Linked DNA regions of Mus musculus: regions 1 and 2 are each linked to region 3. A link is a contact called in public promoter capture Hi-C data. All regions are on one chromosome and are shown on one strand. The core of a region is the stretch at or near the end of the contact, and the rest is flanking DNA. Distances in the headings are between cores, read along the strand shown. Region 1 holds the start of Bcl3 (B cell leukemia/lymphoma 3). Region 2 holds the start of Cblc (Casitas B-lineage lymphoma c). Region 3 holds the start of Klc3 (kinesin light chain 3).

Evidence for each region. Promoter capture Hi-C pulls out the DNA fragments that hold promoters and counts their contacts. Capture Hi-C pulls out chosen DNA fragments and counts their contacts.
Region 1: a contact with region 3 is called in a promoter capture Hi-C map of liver. The contact joins the promoter of Bcl3 here to the promoter of Klc3 in region 3. A contact is called at or near these places in 8 of 39 promoter capture datasets (the C10 cell line, the HPC-7 cell line, HPC-7-derived erythroid cells and 5 more), 1 of 15 datasets of contacts at CTCF or cohesin (embryonic stem cells), 2 of 484 Hi-C or Micro-C datasets (both in embryonic stem cells), 3 of 115 datasets of contacts at active chromatin or transcription factors (embryonic stem cells, large pre-B cells and stem cell-derived neural progenitor cells) and 2 of 9 other capture datasets (adipose tissue and liver).
Region 2: a promoter capture Hi-C map of the HPC-7 cell line shows a contact between it and region 3. The contact joins the promoter of Cblc here to the promoter of Klc3 in region 3. A contact is called at or near these places in 15 of 39 promoter capture datasets (the C10 cell line, the HPC-7 cell line, HPC-7-derived erythroid cells and 10 more), 2 of 15 datasets of contacts at CTCF or cohesin (embryonic stem cells and large pre-B cells), 37 of 484 Hi-C or Micro-C datasets (the AtT-20 cell line, the Ba/F3 cell line, CD4 T cells and 17 more), 2 of 115 datasets of contacts at active chromatin or transcription factors (embryonic stem cells and stem cell-derived neural progenitor cells) and 3 of 9 other capture datasets (adipose tissue, embryonic stem cells and liver).

Annotation. Positions count from the first base shown.
Region 1 is chr7:19,821,247-19,825,342 of GRCm38.p6, reverse strand. It overlaps Bcl3 (B cell leukemia/lymphoma 3), which reads left to right and starts at 2,588. Exons shown (of 9, transcript NM_033601.3): 1 at 2,588-2,906. The coding sequence starts at 2,666.
Region 2 is chr7:19,794,817-19,799,080 of GRCm38.p6, reverse strand. Cblc (Casitas B-lineage lymphoma c) reads left to right here and starts at 2,272. Exons shown (of 12, transcript NM_023224.5): 1 at 2,272-2,648. The coding sequence starts at 2,299.
Region 3 is chr7:19,401,799-19,405,949 of GRCm38.p6, reverse strand. Klc3 (kinesin light chain 3) reads left to right here and starts at 1,846. Exons shown (of 13, transcript NM_001286039.1): 1 at 1,846-1,929. It overlaps Gm38954 (a long non-coding RNA gene), which reads right to left and starts at 261. Exons shown (of 3, transcript XR_881873.2): 1 at 182-261.

The DNA of each region.
Region 1 (4,096 bases), core at 1,339-3,838, 420 kb before region 3:
CTCCAACCCAAGACTGAACCCAAGTCATTTTGCTTGGTGACTAGCACCTTTATCTGATAAGCCACCTCACTGGCCACTTCTTCATTTTGGGGGCCATGTAGCCCAGGCTAGCTTCAAACTTTTTCTGTAAGTAGCTAAGGCTAGGCTTTGTCCTAGCCTTCACCTCCATGGTGTTGGAATACTGAGCCTGCACTATCCAGGCTGCATTTTTGTTTTTGTTTTATTTTTTACTCTTATTATTGAAATAGAGTCTCCACAAGTTGCCCAGTTAGCCTTCAGCTCACTCTGTAGCCCAGGCTAGTTGCAACCTTTCTATACTCTTTCCTTAGCTCCTGAGTACCTCAAATATGCAACTCCCCAGGTGGCTTGGAGGTGAGATTTGAACACAGATCTCTTCAAATCAGTAGCCGCTCCCCTGATTCACCTTAATGGAACACTATGGGGTGGGGTGGGGGGTGAGGCAGCCGGAGAGACAAAAGGCAATGGGAAGTGGTAAGGTCGCCTGGCACTTCGAATCCCACAAACCAGGTTAACCATCCACCTGGGTGCGGCCTCAGCCGGCCAAAGTCCCTTCACAACTCCACACCCACTTACACGGTCCCAGAGAAGCACCACGGAGGGCACAGGGACAAAAAGGGACAGAAAAATGGAGGTGGTGACTCTCACCTGTAATTTCAGCACAGAGGCAGAGGCAAGAAGATCGCCCCTAGTTCGTGGCCAGCCTGGGCTAAAGAGAGTCTCCTTGCCTGGAAAAAAAAAAGGAGTCAGGGAACAGAATGCAGGGCCAGGTTTGTAGAGACACATGAACATCCAGAGAAAGAACCAGAGAACCCTGAGAATCCTCTGAGCAGGTTTGCCATGCGGTGCTATTCCCCTGCCTCTCTAAGTCTACAAAGCCGCCCCGCCCCCCTCCGCCTCCCTGTGACTCAGTGACCTGGACTCAACCCCAGTGTGTGCTCCACCTCCCGGGATGTCCGGGAAAGCCCCGAGCTGCTGCCCCGCCCCGGGGCGGACCCGGAGGAGGCGGAGCCTCTGCCCCGCCTCCCCGGCTCCAGCGGGTTTGAGTCAGGGCCCCAACCAGCCCGGCCTGTTCCCCACCAGCCAGCCCCTCCTTGGGGTGGGAAGGGAAGTGGGGAAAGCTGAGGGAGTCAACCTACACCCCCCAACCCCCACAGTTGTCTGGCCTTGAGCCCTAAGTGAGGCCTGCTGGTCCAAACTCTTAACTCTCCCTATCTACACTTGCATCTCTCAGGATCTGTCTCCAAATCTCCTCTCTCTCTCTGCATCTGGGATTCATTGGCGTTTCGTTCTTTGAGGCCTCTGGCTGGGTGCAGGGACCTGGCAAGGAGACACATTCAGAGCTCTCCTGCACCCCTAGCTATCCTGTGCCCTGCGAGTTAGGAGGCATGAGGAAGGCAGAGGGTGGCTACTTTCTGCCAAGAACCAGTCTCTGCCTTGGGCTGGGCTTTTCTCTCGCACAAAGAGTGAGTCTGGGCTCACCCTGATGGTGCAGACCTGCATCCCACCTCAGACAGGAAGATTCAGGTTCTAAGCCATCCTGGGCTACAGAACAAAGGCAAAGCCAGTCCGAACAGCTTAGTCTTAAAACGGAACGCAAAGAGGGCTGGGAGATCGCTCAAGTGCACAAGCTCCTAGGCTCCAGCATTGCAAAAAGGAAACGGCTCAGAGGGAGAAGTGCATGGCCAAGGTCACCCAAGAGGAAGTAGGACTCAGGATTCAGACCCATGCCCTAGCAACCCTGTGGCCTCTAAGGACTTCAGAGTTGGCACTAAGGGAGATGGCTGAAAGAGTCAGAAATACTAAAGGAAAGATGGGACCAGTGGGAGGGGAAGGTGCTCACAAAAGTAGAAGCGATCGCCAGACACAGCCAAGAGATTCAGAGATGGGGGATTTGGGGGAGGGGCTTAGAAGTATGGATCCCTAGCACGCAGGAGCCTCCCCCCCCCCCCACCAGCCAACAGAAACGTTTGCCGGTTATGGTGTCCCAGGCGAGATGGGAGGTAGAGGAGGGAGGATCAGGAGTTCAAGGTCATCTTCCGCTACACAGCAAATTTAAGGCTAGCCTTCGATCCATGGTCCAAGAAAAAAAGAAAGGAAGGAAGGAAGGAAGGCAGGCTGGCTGGCTGGAAAGATAGATAGATAGATAGATAGATAGATAGATAGATAGATAGATAGATAGATAGATAGACAGACAGACAAATAGATCAAGGCACAGTAGTGCAAGTGTCATTTCAGCACTCAGGAGGTTGAAACAGGAGGAACAGAAGTTCAAGACCACCCTCTACTACATAGTGAGTTCGAGACTAGCCTGGGCTACAGGAGCTCCAGTCTAACAAAGCGAGAGACAGACAGAAGATGTGAGAATCTCAAGGACTCAGACCCAGACAGAGCTCCCGGCCAGAGGCACAATGAGCAGAGTGGCGGGTGGGGACCAGGAGCTCCGCCTCCGAGACGCGGGTCCAGGAAACCCCTGGGGCGGACGGGTGGCCCCGGGGGCCCGGGGGCGGGGAGGCGGGAGGCGGGCGCCGCCCCGACTGACAAAAGTCCCTTCAGTTCAGTCGGCGGCAGGGGAAGTCCCGCTGCCCGGCGAGACCGCCTTCCCGTGCCGAGCTCGCCGCACGCCCCGGCGTCTCCGGGCGGCCCGATGCCCCGATGCCCCGCGGGGGCCATGGACGAGGGGCCCGTGGACCTGCGCACCCGGCCCAAGGGCACCCCGGGCGCCGCGCTGCCACTCCGCAAACGCCCGCTGCGCCCCGCGTCCCCAGAGCCCGCAACCACGCGCAGCCCCGCTGGACCCCTGGACGCCCTGCGCAGCGGCTGCGACGTCCCGGTTGTCCCTGGGCCCCCCCACTGTGTGGCCAGGCCGGAGGCCCTTTACTACCAGGGTGAGTGGCCTCCCCCATGAAAGTCAGGGCCGGGTGGGGGCCACCTAAGGTCAGCAGAACACAGGACACAAATAGTTGGGGTTCCTGGTAGCTGGGACTCCAGGGTGCAAGTTGATGACCCAAAGACAGCTAGGAAAGAGGTTGAGAGGCCCTGGAGCTCAGCCATGGGCGTGCCAAGAAGTTCACCCAGGCAGGTGCCCAAGGGTCAAATGGCCTTGGGGAATGGGGGTCAGAAGACAGCGTCCAGTGTCGCAGATATGGGATCCCAAGACACTCCAGAGACGCAGAATATCTGGTTGGGAGAGACCAGATGTTCAGAACTATGAATAATCGTCACTCGGACCTTGGAAACTGGGGTTCTGGTAAGCAGATATGGGGAGATGAATAGAAATGGACCCAGGATCCAAGGAGGCTGATACGGTAGGTTAAAATCCTGGGAACCGAGGTCTTAGGGCGATAGTGACTGCATTCTGCAGGCTAGTTGTGAGCACTCACAAGTGTCCCTGGGTCAGGTGGCCCTAGGGGCAGGCTTGGGGACTGAGGGTTCTAAGAGAGGGAACACAAGGAATTTAGAAACTGAAGGGCTTCGGTCCAAGGAGAGGGATTCGGGGACCTGGGAAGGGGGGACTTTAGAAAGGGAACCCCAGAGCTGGTCAGACAGCAAGAAACCGGATACCTTTCTCTTCAACTTTTATATCCAGGAAGGGACATCCACCTGCAGTAGGCACATTACTATCTGCTAAATACCCCAGCGCTGCTGAGGTCTCTGGGCCCTCCAGGTTCTTCAGCTACTACCTATCATGCTCCAGCAGGAGGACACTATGTAACAAGAGACCTTCTCCATCTGATGAGAACCCTGCCCTCCATTTCCCCATCTGTGCAATGACCCTTCCCAACGTTGTCATCCAAAAGGGTTCTAAAGGACAAGTTTTCTGACAGCCCCAACTCCCCAGATCCCCTACACCCAGATATTAGCTTGTCATTTATTCCTTCAGCTAATTACTCACAGTGTAATCTTATAACTGAAGTCCCCTGCTGGGTGGTGACAGGGCTCTCTCTGCCCTTAAGGGTCCTTTCTGTAGATGGAGGTCAGACATTTGTGAGAGAAGAGATGTGATGTAGGAAGGAATAGGAATAAGGAATGAAGGTTAGGGTAAGGGATGGGGGCTAGAGGTGAGGGATGGGGGCTA
Region 2 (4,264 bases), core at 1,023-3,522, 390 kb before region 3:
CTAATAAAAGAAAGAAAAGTGAAAAGAAACCCATTGTTAGTTCCTGTCTTTTCCCATATACTAATGACCCTAAATATATCATCAGTGGTATTACATATTATTAATTACAAGTTAAATTACAAATTAAAACATAATACATATTATATTTTTTTGGTTGGTTGGTGTTTTTTGTTGTTGGGTTTTTTTGTTTTTGTTTTTGTTTTTGTTTTTGTTTTTGTTTTTGTTGTTTGAGACAGGGTTTCTCTGCGTAGCCCTGGCTGTCCTGGAACTCACTCTGTAGACCAGACTCGCCTCGAACTCAGAAATCTGCTTATCTCTGCCTCCCAAGTGCTGGGATTAAAGGCGTGCGCCACCACTGCCTGACTATATTTTAATTTTTAAAGTCACCTATTCTGTATATTTCATAGGAATAGAATCATACCATACATAGTATTTTAATTTTGGTCATTTTATTGGGGAAGGAATGAGGCAGGTGATCACATAGCCCAAACCAAATCTACGAACTTGATATGTAGATGAAGTAGACTTTGAACTGGTAATTTCCCTGCCTCCTCTTCCCAAGTTAACAGGCACAGGTCACTATAATTCATGTCTGTGATTCTGGGGGTGGAACCCAGGGCTTTTTATGTTCTGGACAAACATTCACCAACTGAGCTACATCCCAACCCAGCCCCAAAGATCCCAAAGATGGGCCTTCTGTTAGGTTTTGTTTGTGTGTGTGTGTGTGTGTGTGTGTGTGTGTGTGTGTGTGTGTGTGTTGGGGATGGATTGGGTGGTTTGGGAGAAGTTTGTTTTTCTTTGGGTTTATGTCTGTTTATTTACGTGCGTGCATGACTGTGGACACATGTGGAGGTCAGAGGACAGCTCATATTACTCCCTTCTCTCCTGCCACTCTGTGGGTTCTGAGAACCAAATTCAGGCTGTCAGGATTGGTGAGGAGCACTTTCACCCAATGAGCCAAATTCCCAACCCCGTTCGGTTGTTAGAAACAGAACCTTGCTTTGTAGCCCAGGCTGGACCATAATTCAACATCTTTGTTCTCTTCTTCCTGAATAATTAGGTTTAAAATTATCTGAAAACACATTCAACTTCAATTTTTTATGTTTGTTTGTTTGTTTGTTTTGGAGACAGGATTTCTCTGTGTAACTCTGGCTTACCTGGAACTCTCAATGTGTAGACCAGGCTGGCTCTAAATCAGAAATTAGTCTCCCTCTGACTCCATCGTGCTGGGATTTTTTTTTTTTAATAATAAAAGATATTGTACCAGGCATGCCCCGTGCCTTTAGTCCAAGCATTTGGGAGGCAGAGGCAGACAGATCTCTGTGAGCTTGATGCCAGCCTGGTCTACAGAGAGAGTTCCAGGACGCCCAGGGTTGTATGGTGAGATACTGTCTAAAAAAACAAAGCTAGAACAACAAAGTGTGTGTGTGTGTGTGTGTGTGTGTGTGTGTGTGTGTGTGTGTGCTTACCCAGGGTGTCTTCAGAGGACAGAGGCTTCAGATCTCCTGGATCTGGAGTTTTTGCCAAACAGGGAGGGAGAGGAAGGGAGAGGAAGGGAGAAGGAGAGAGTGAGAGAGCAGGCAGGCTGAGGAGTCAGTACCGGGCCTAGCTGGGGTGGTGGCTGGCTTGCTGGATGCCCTGGGTGCCCTGGGGCAGAGAGAACCGTGTCCACGGCGCCCTCTGGTGGCTGTCTGAAGCATAATCAGGGCGGACCTACAGGTCTGGCAGGTTGGGGTGCAAACCTGCCCGGCAGCCACTTCCTGCAGCCCTGTGCATTCCTGAACGCCACTTTCCGCCACACCCCTTTCACCTCTTTTGAAAATCTGGGTACTTAAACTGTAACTAAATTTCCCTTACCTGCCACGGGAGCCCGAACTCCGGTGGTTCTAGTACCTTACCTCGGGGACATAGAGTAACTACTTGACTTTCTGTTCTTAGAAGACTCAGCTCTCTGACTCCCCTATGAAGAAAGACTGACAGCTTCAGCCACAATTCATGAAAGGGTGCCTTGTCCCAGAGCCCTACTTGCGGAACCACCTCTTTTCTCAACACCAATAAATCCAGACTCTAGCCCTCCTCTCTCAGACCCAGGGGTCTAGTCCCAGCTCTCCTCCCTCAGACTCTACAGGCGTCCAGCTTCAGCCGTCCTCCCTCAGACTCTCCAGGCCGGCCCCTTTTACCTACAGTCCCCTCCTGGTCCTCCAGGACCTGCCCCCTGCTCCCTCTTGGTCCCGCCCCTACCTGGAGCCTTTCCCCGCCACACCCCTCCGTCCCAGTCCCAAGCCACCCGAGGGACCCATGGCTGCGGCGGCAGCCCCGCGAGGGTGGCAGCGGGGCGAGCCACGCGCGCTTAGCCGGGCGGTGAAGTTGCTCCAGCGCCTAGAAGAGCAATGCAGGGATCCCAGGATGGTCACGGGGCCCCCGTCCCTGCGGGACCTGCTGCCCCGCACCGCGCAGCTACTTGGAGAGGTGGCAAAGGCCCGGCGCGAGGCCAGGGAAGACCCCGAGGGTCCCGGTGGCGCCGATGACTTTCTGGCCATCTACCTGGCCAATCTGGAGGTCAAAGGCAGGCAGGTGGCGGAGCTCCTGCCACCCCGAGGCAAAAAGGACGTGAACCAGGATGTTTTCCGGGAGGGCTCCAGATTCAGGTGAGCGCTAACCTACCTCAGAGACAAGTCACAAACTAGTGATTTCCGGATTGTGTGCCACCAGCCGCCTGTTCCCTCAGACCCAGGGGTCCAGGTTCCACCCTCCTCCTTCAGACCCAGAAGTACAAGCTTCAACTCTCCTCAATCAGACCCAAAAGTCAAGACCCTTTATTCCATCAGACCCAGGAGTACAGGTCCAGCCTTCCTCCCCATTATTCCCCCCTTTAAGCACCCTTGCCTCCAGGCCCCCTTTCTTCCTTTTGTAGATCAGCTTGAACCTGGGGTGCAGGCGTGTGTCTCTCCTAGAAGAGCAAACTTCAGCTGGGCAGTGGTGGCGCACGCCTTCAATCCCACTGGGAGACAGAGGCAGACGAATTTCTGAGTTCGAGGCCAGCCTGGTCTACAAAGAGTTCCAGGACAGCCAGGGCTACACAGAGAAACCCTGTCTCGGAACAACAACAAAAAATAAAAGAGCAAACTTCCTGTTGGGGAGGCAGGATGAGTTGGACCCACCTGTCCAGCCTGAGAAACAGGCCAGCCCCCACTCCCACCTCCACTTCCACCTGTCTGGGTTCCAGCAAAGATGTCTGTTCCAAGGATCTTAGACGTGCCTGCCCTCTGGCTTGTGGGACAACTGCATAGAACTGGAGCTGGAACCCAGAGCAAGGTCTAAACTGGTGATTTGGGTCTGGCTCCCTAGCCTTGTTGTGACTTGCCTGAATAAATAAATATATATATCACATATATATATATAGTATAATATATAGAGACACACATGTGCATATATATGTGTATATATATGTATGTATGTGTGTGTGTATATATAATGAAAATACATATCTCTTTTTTCTTTCTTTCTTCCTTTCTTTCTTCCTTTCTTTTTTTCTTTCTTATGTAGTTCCAGCTGGCCTTTAAACTCGATCTGTAGACCAGGCTGGCCTCAAACTCACAGAGATCCACCTCCCTCTGCCTCCTGAGTACTGGGGTCAAAGGGCTCTGGCACCACAATCAGCCCAGAGTAATAAACTGGTTCTCTTGTTTGGTTGGTAGATTGGTTGGTTGTTTTTGGATCCCATTTCTCTGTGTAGCTCTAGCTATCCTGGAATTCCCTCTGTAGACCAGGCTAGCCCAGAACCCACATAGATCCACCTGCCTCTGCCTCTGAGAGTAAAGGCCGTACCACCACTGCTCAGTTACAGATTTCTTTTGTTGTTGTTGTTTTTTGTTTTGTTTTTGTTTTGTTTTTTCGAGACAGGGTTTCTCTGTATATCCCTGGCTGTCCTGGAACTCGCTTTGCAGACCAGGCTGGCCTCGAACTCAGAAATCCACCTGCCTCTACCTCCGGAGTGCTGGGATTAAAGGCGCGCGGCACCACGCCCGGCTAGATTTCTTTTTTATCACTTGGAATTAGCTTTCACTGTTAGTGTGCATACACTGGTCAGAGTCAGAAGACAGGTTGCCAGTGTTTTTAACAGCTGAACCAACTCTAGCCCCAATTGTTACAATTTTTGTTACTTCTTTCAGCCTGCCTTGTTGCAGTCTGGTGTATATGCCACAGCTAAAGCACCTGCTAGAGAGATGGCTTTGGGAAGTGGTTCTCAACCTGGCCATCCAAC
Region 3 (4,151 bases), core at 597-3,096:
TCTGCTTCATGATGAACGTGCAGCAGATCTGTTGTTAGTGTCCTAAGACCAGAGCGGTGGCACAGAACTTAGCTGCCCTCTCCATTCCTCTTTATTCTAGAAATAACTAGAACCGTTACAACACGATTTATGTCTAGGCTTCAACTCATACTCAGGTTCCAGGACGCTGCCATGCACTCACAGTTCAATTTGGCGGGCACCTGTCTCTAGTGTGGCGACCTGGAGTGTGCAGGGATGACGACACCCGAGGCCACGAGGCTGCGAGCCTGGGGCTGGGAAGGGGGGCGGGGGTGGTGTCACAGAAGTGGCCACTGAGAGCTTCCTGGAGGAGGACATCTAGGCTCTGGAGGGCGAGCACACCGAGGCGGCTCCGTGGACCCGCAGTGCCATCTGGTGGCGGTTTCGTGCACTGCAGGGACCTTTCATAACTTCTAGAATTTGCTTCGTTCATCCTGTAAATACTTTTTGCGCATCTGCATCATGCCACTCTACAGTCTTGACCTTGAAGACGACCAGAGAGACACAGGGCACGCGTTGTAGAATATTAAAGACCCAGGAGCCTACATTAAGAGATTCTTAGATACTGCAGCATGGGAGCTATTCAGGAGGCTGAGGCAGGACTGTAAGTTTGAGCCCAGCTGAGCTTTATAGGGAGACTCTATCCCCCCTCAATAAAATAAAGGTAACTAGGGTACAGTGGCTGTATTTTCAGAATTAAGTGAGACCCTGCCTCAGAAAAGGAGGGCAGAGAGAATTAATAAAATCAACACACACACACACATCTATATCTATATCTATAAATATATATATGGCAGGGAGAGCTAAATAGTAGATGCTTTTTCCTTGTATTCACAGGGCTCTGGGTACCACTCCCAGCAGTGCACACACTACTGTTAGCTCATGTTAATCAATTCAGGTCTTCCAGAAGACCCAAGTTCAATTCCCAGCACCCACATGGTGGCTCACAATTGTCTGTAACTCCAGTTCCAGAGGATCTGATGCCCTCACCCAGATCTACAGGCAGAACACCAATGCACAGTAATATAAATCTTTAAAATAAAGAAAACCCCTCTTACTTATGTGTCCGTATGTATACACAAATGCACGTGTGTGGGTGCCCACGTTCCATCCATGCATGTGAATCCATCCAGGCTCTCCTTGACCAACTCCGGAATAATTCCCAGGAGTCAGTTTTCATGGTTCTTGGAGATGAAACTCAGGCTGTCAAGCTTGGCAGCTAGCGCCCTTACCATCTTCTCAGCCAGGAATAGTTGTGCAAGGTCTTCAGGTTGTAATTATTAAAACAATATTTTTTGGAGATTTTTATCTTTATTTTATGTGTGTCTGTGGAGGCCCTGGAAGAAAGTGCTGGATCTCCCTGGAACTGGAATTACAGATGATTTTGAGCCGACATGTGGGTTCTGGAAATCGAACCTGGGTCCTCTGCAAAAGCAGCCAGCACTCTTACCTGATGAGCCATCTGTTTATTCCATATTTGTGTATGTATGACTGGACACATGTAGAAGTCAGAAAACAACATGTGGGAGTCCGTCTCTGTCCACCCTGAAGGTCTCAGGGATCGAACTCAGCTCCTCAGGATTGGCAGCATGCACCCTTACTGTCTGAGCCTTCTCGAAGGCCCCCAGATAAAGTTTTCAGAAGTTCTCGGAACGCAGGTTTCACCGAATGCTGCGGCAGAGGGCGTGGCCTGGGCGCCTGCGGGGGCGTGCGTTGCCTCCATCGGCCCCGCCCCGCCTCTAGACCACAGGTTTCTCAATGTGTGCTGGCGGAGGGCGCGGCCTGCGCACCTGCGGGGGCGTGGCTTTGCCCTGCCCCACCTCCCTCAGGAGCCTCCGGGAAGGCGGCGGCCGCGCAGCGGGAGCAGCCCGGTCTCCGCGCAGCGAGGCGGCTCGGGCGGGCGGCCGTCAGGTGGGCACGGGGGACGGCGGCGGCTGCTTCGGGATTCCCGAGGGGGCCGCAGGGATGGAGGGAGGGAGCCAGGGACCTGGTGGCCGGGATGAGCCTCGGGGTCCCCGCGGAGCCCCGCCCGGCCCCTAGCGGAGTAGAAAAACAGCTGCGGGCGGGGCGGGGCCTTGTGACGCGAAGTCCGGTGCAGGGTCTCCGCGGCCGCGGGGAGGGGCTGGCCGGCTGTCGGAGGGTCCCCCGCTGCAGCCTGAGGGTGCAAGACATGCATGGTAAGGGAGCCTGCGCGAGGTGTGCAAAGAGAGGGAGAGTAAGGCAGGGCGCACTGTGGAAACTGAGGCGGGAGGAGCGGAGTTGGAGGCGAGCGAGCCTGGGCTTCGTACTCAAGGGAGAGAGACAGAAGGAGGGCGGATGTGGGTACAGATGCCAAAGGGAGGGAGAAAAAGAAAAGGAACGTGGGCCAGCAAGGAGAGTAAAGGTGTTGATGCCAAACTGTCTATTTCTCAAGTTTGATCCACAGGATCCGAAAGGTGGGAGGAGAGAAAGGACTCCTCCCTTAAGTTGCAAGTTGTTCTCTTGGCAATCCATGTGCCTCTGCACACACAATAAGTACATAAAGGGAAAAAAGTTGACTAGGGACCAGGCATCATGATGCACACCTATAATCCCAGCACTCGGGAGGCAGAGACAGGCGGATCTCTGAAGACAGCCAGGGCTACACAGAGAAATTCTGTGTCAATGTATACATATTCATACATATGTATATATATTAGAGAAAATCTGTATCAACATATATATACACATACATATGTATATATAAAATTATATATATTTTAAAAGTAAGAAAGAGTCACATTGTGGGTAAGAGTGTAAAAGAAATGAGCTACCATGTTACTCAGTGATGGGGACAGAGTGAATGTGGATGATCTTGTCTGTCTCCTGTGTGTGTGTGTGTGTGTGTGTTACATGCGGACTGTGCATAGCACTGAGCATGTGTGACTGAGATACTGGGTCAACTGTATACTTGTGGTTGATTCACACAGATGGCCATGTGTGGCAGGGAATGGGGTTGGATCTAGGTGTTGCGTGGCAGTGGGGGTGGAGTGTGTGGAATTGTGTCAGTGATATGTGACTGTCACTGACTAACTGTTGGCTGTGTGTGGGTATGTGGGTGACTGTGTCTGCAAGCTGAGGTTTACTTAGGTGTGTGTGTGTGTATACGTGCACACACGTGAGTGTGGGGCAAGCCTGCTGTGGACTAGTGAAGCTCTCTTGGGGCTCCTGTGAGTGCCGGGGACAGCTCGAGTGGCAGATGGCTGCGGCTGAGCTGTGGGAAGCTGCATATGGAGCATGGCCCCTTGGGTCTGAGATTGTGCGGTGGGGAGGGCGGTGGTGATCCTGGCCACACTGGGGCAGAGTCAGGATGGCTCACCCTGAGCTTGTGTGAGACTGACTACTTACAGGGTGTGTGAGGTTGAGCCTACCCAGGTTCTACACGCGCTCACCGGTGATCTTACTCACGTGCCTCGTATATGGTATGGTATTTTGGTTTTGTTTGTAGAGATGAAGTGACCTGAACACCTGATCCTCCCATTTCTGTATTGGGATTACAGGTGTGAGACTCCACATCTGGGGAGAAGTTGAAATGTTATTTCTTTCTTCAAAGATTTATTATATGTAAATAAACTGTAGCTGTCTTCAGACACTCCAGAAAAGGGTATTAGATCTCATTCCAGGTGGTTGTGAGCCACTATGTGGTTGCTGGGAATTGAACTCAGGACCTCTGGAAGGGCAGTCAGTGCTCTTAACTGCTGAGCCATCTCTCCAGCCCCAAAATGTTTTTTCCCATTCCTGCTCGATCCGGTCCTGCTCCTGAAATTTTATTTTATTTTATTTTATTTTATTTTATTTTATTTTTAGACAGAGTTCACTCTGTAGATCAGGCTGGCCTTGGACTCATGGAACTCCTCCTGCCTCTGCCTCCTGAATGCTGGGCTTAAAGGTGTGGGCCACTATGCCCCTCCAGAGGTTGAGTCATAACCTGGCGGTACCCAATAAGACCATCTGAGTTAAGATTTTGACTTTAAAGCCTTTGAAAATGATACTCACAAAGTAGAAACTGTATATCTGAGTTTGAGGTTGGGTCTCTTTCTGGGCTAGACTGCTGAAGGAGCACCTCACATGCCTCCACATGTTACGCTGAGACTTAGAAAATGCTACTTCAGGCA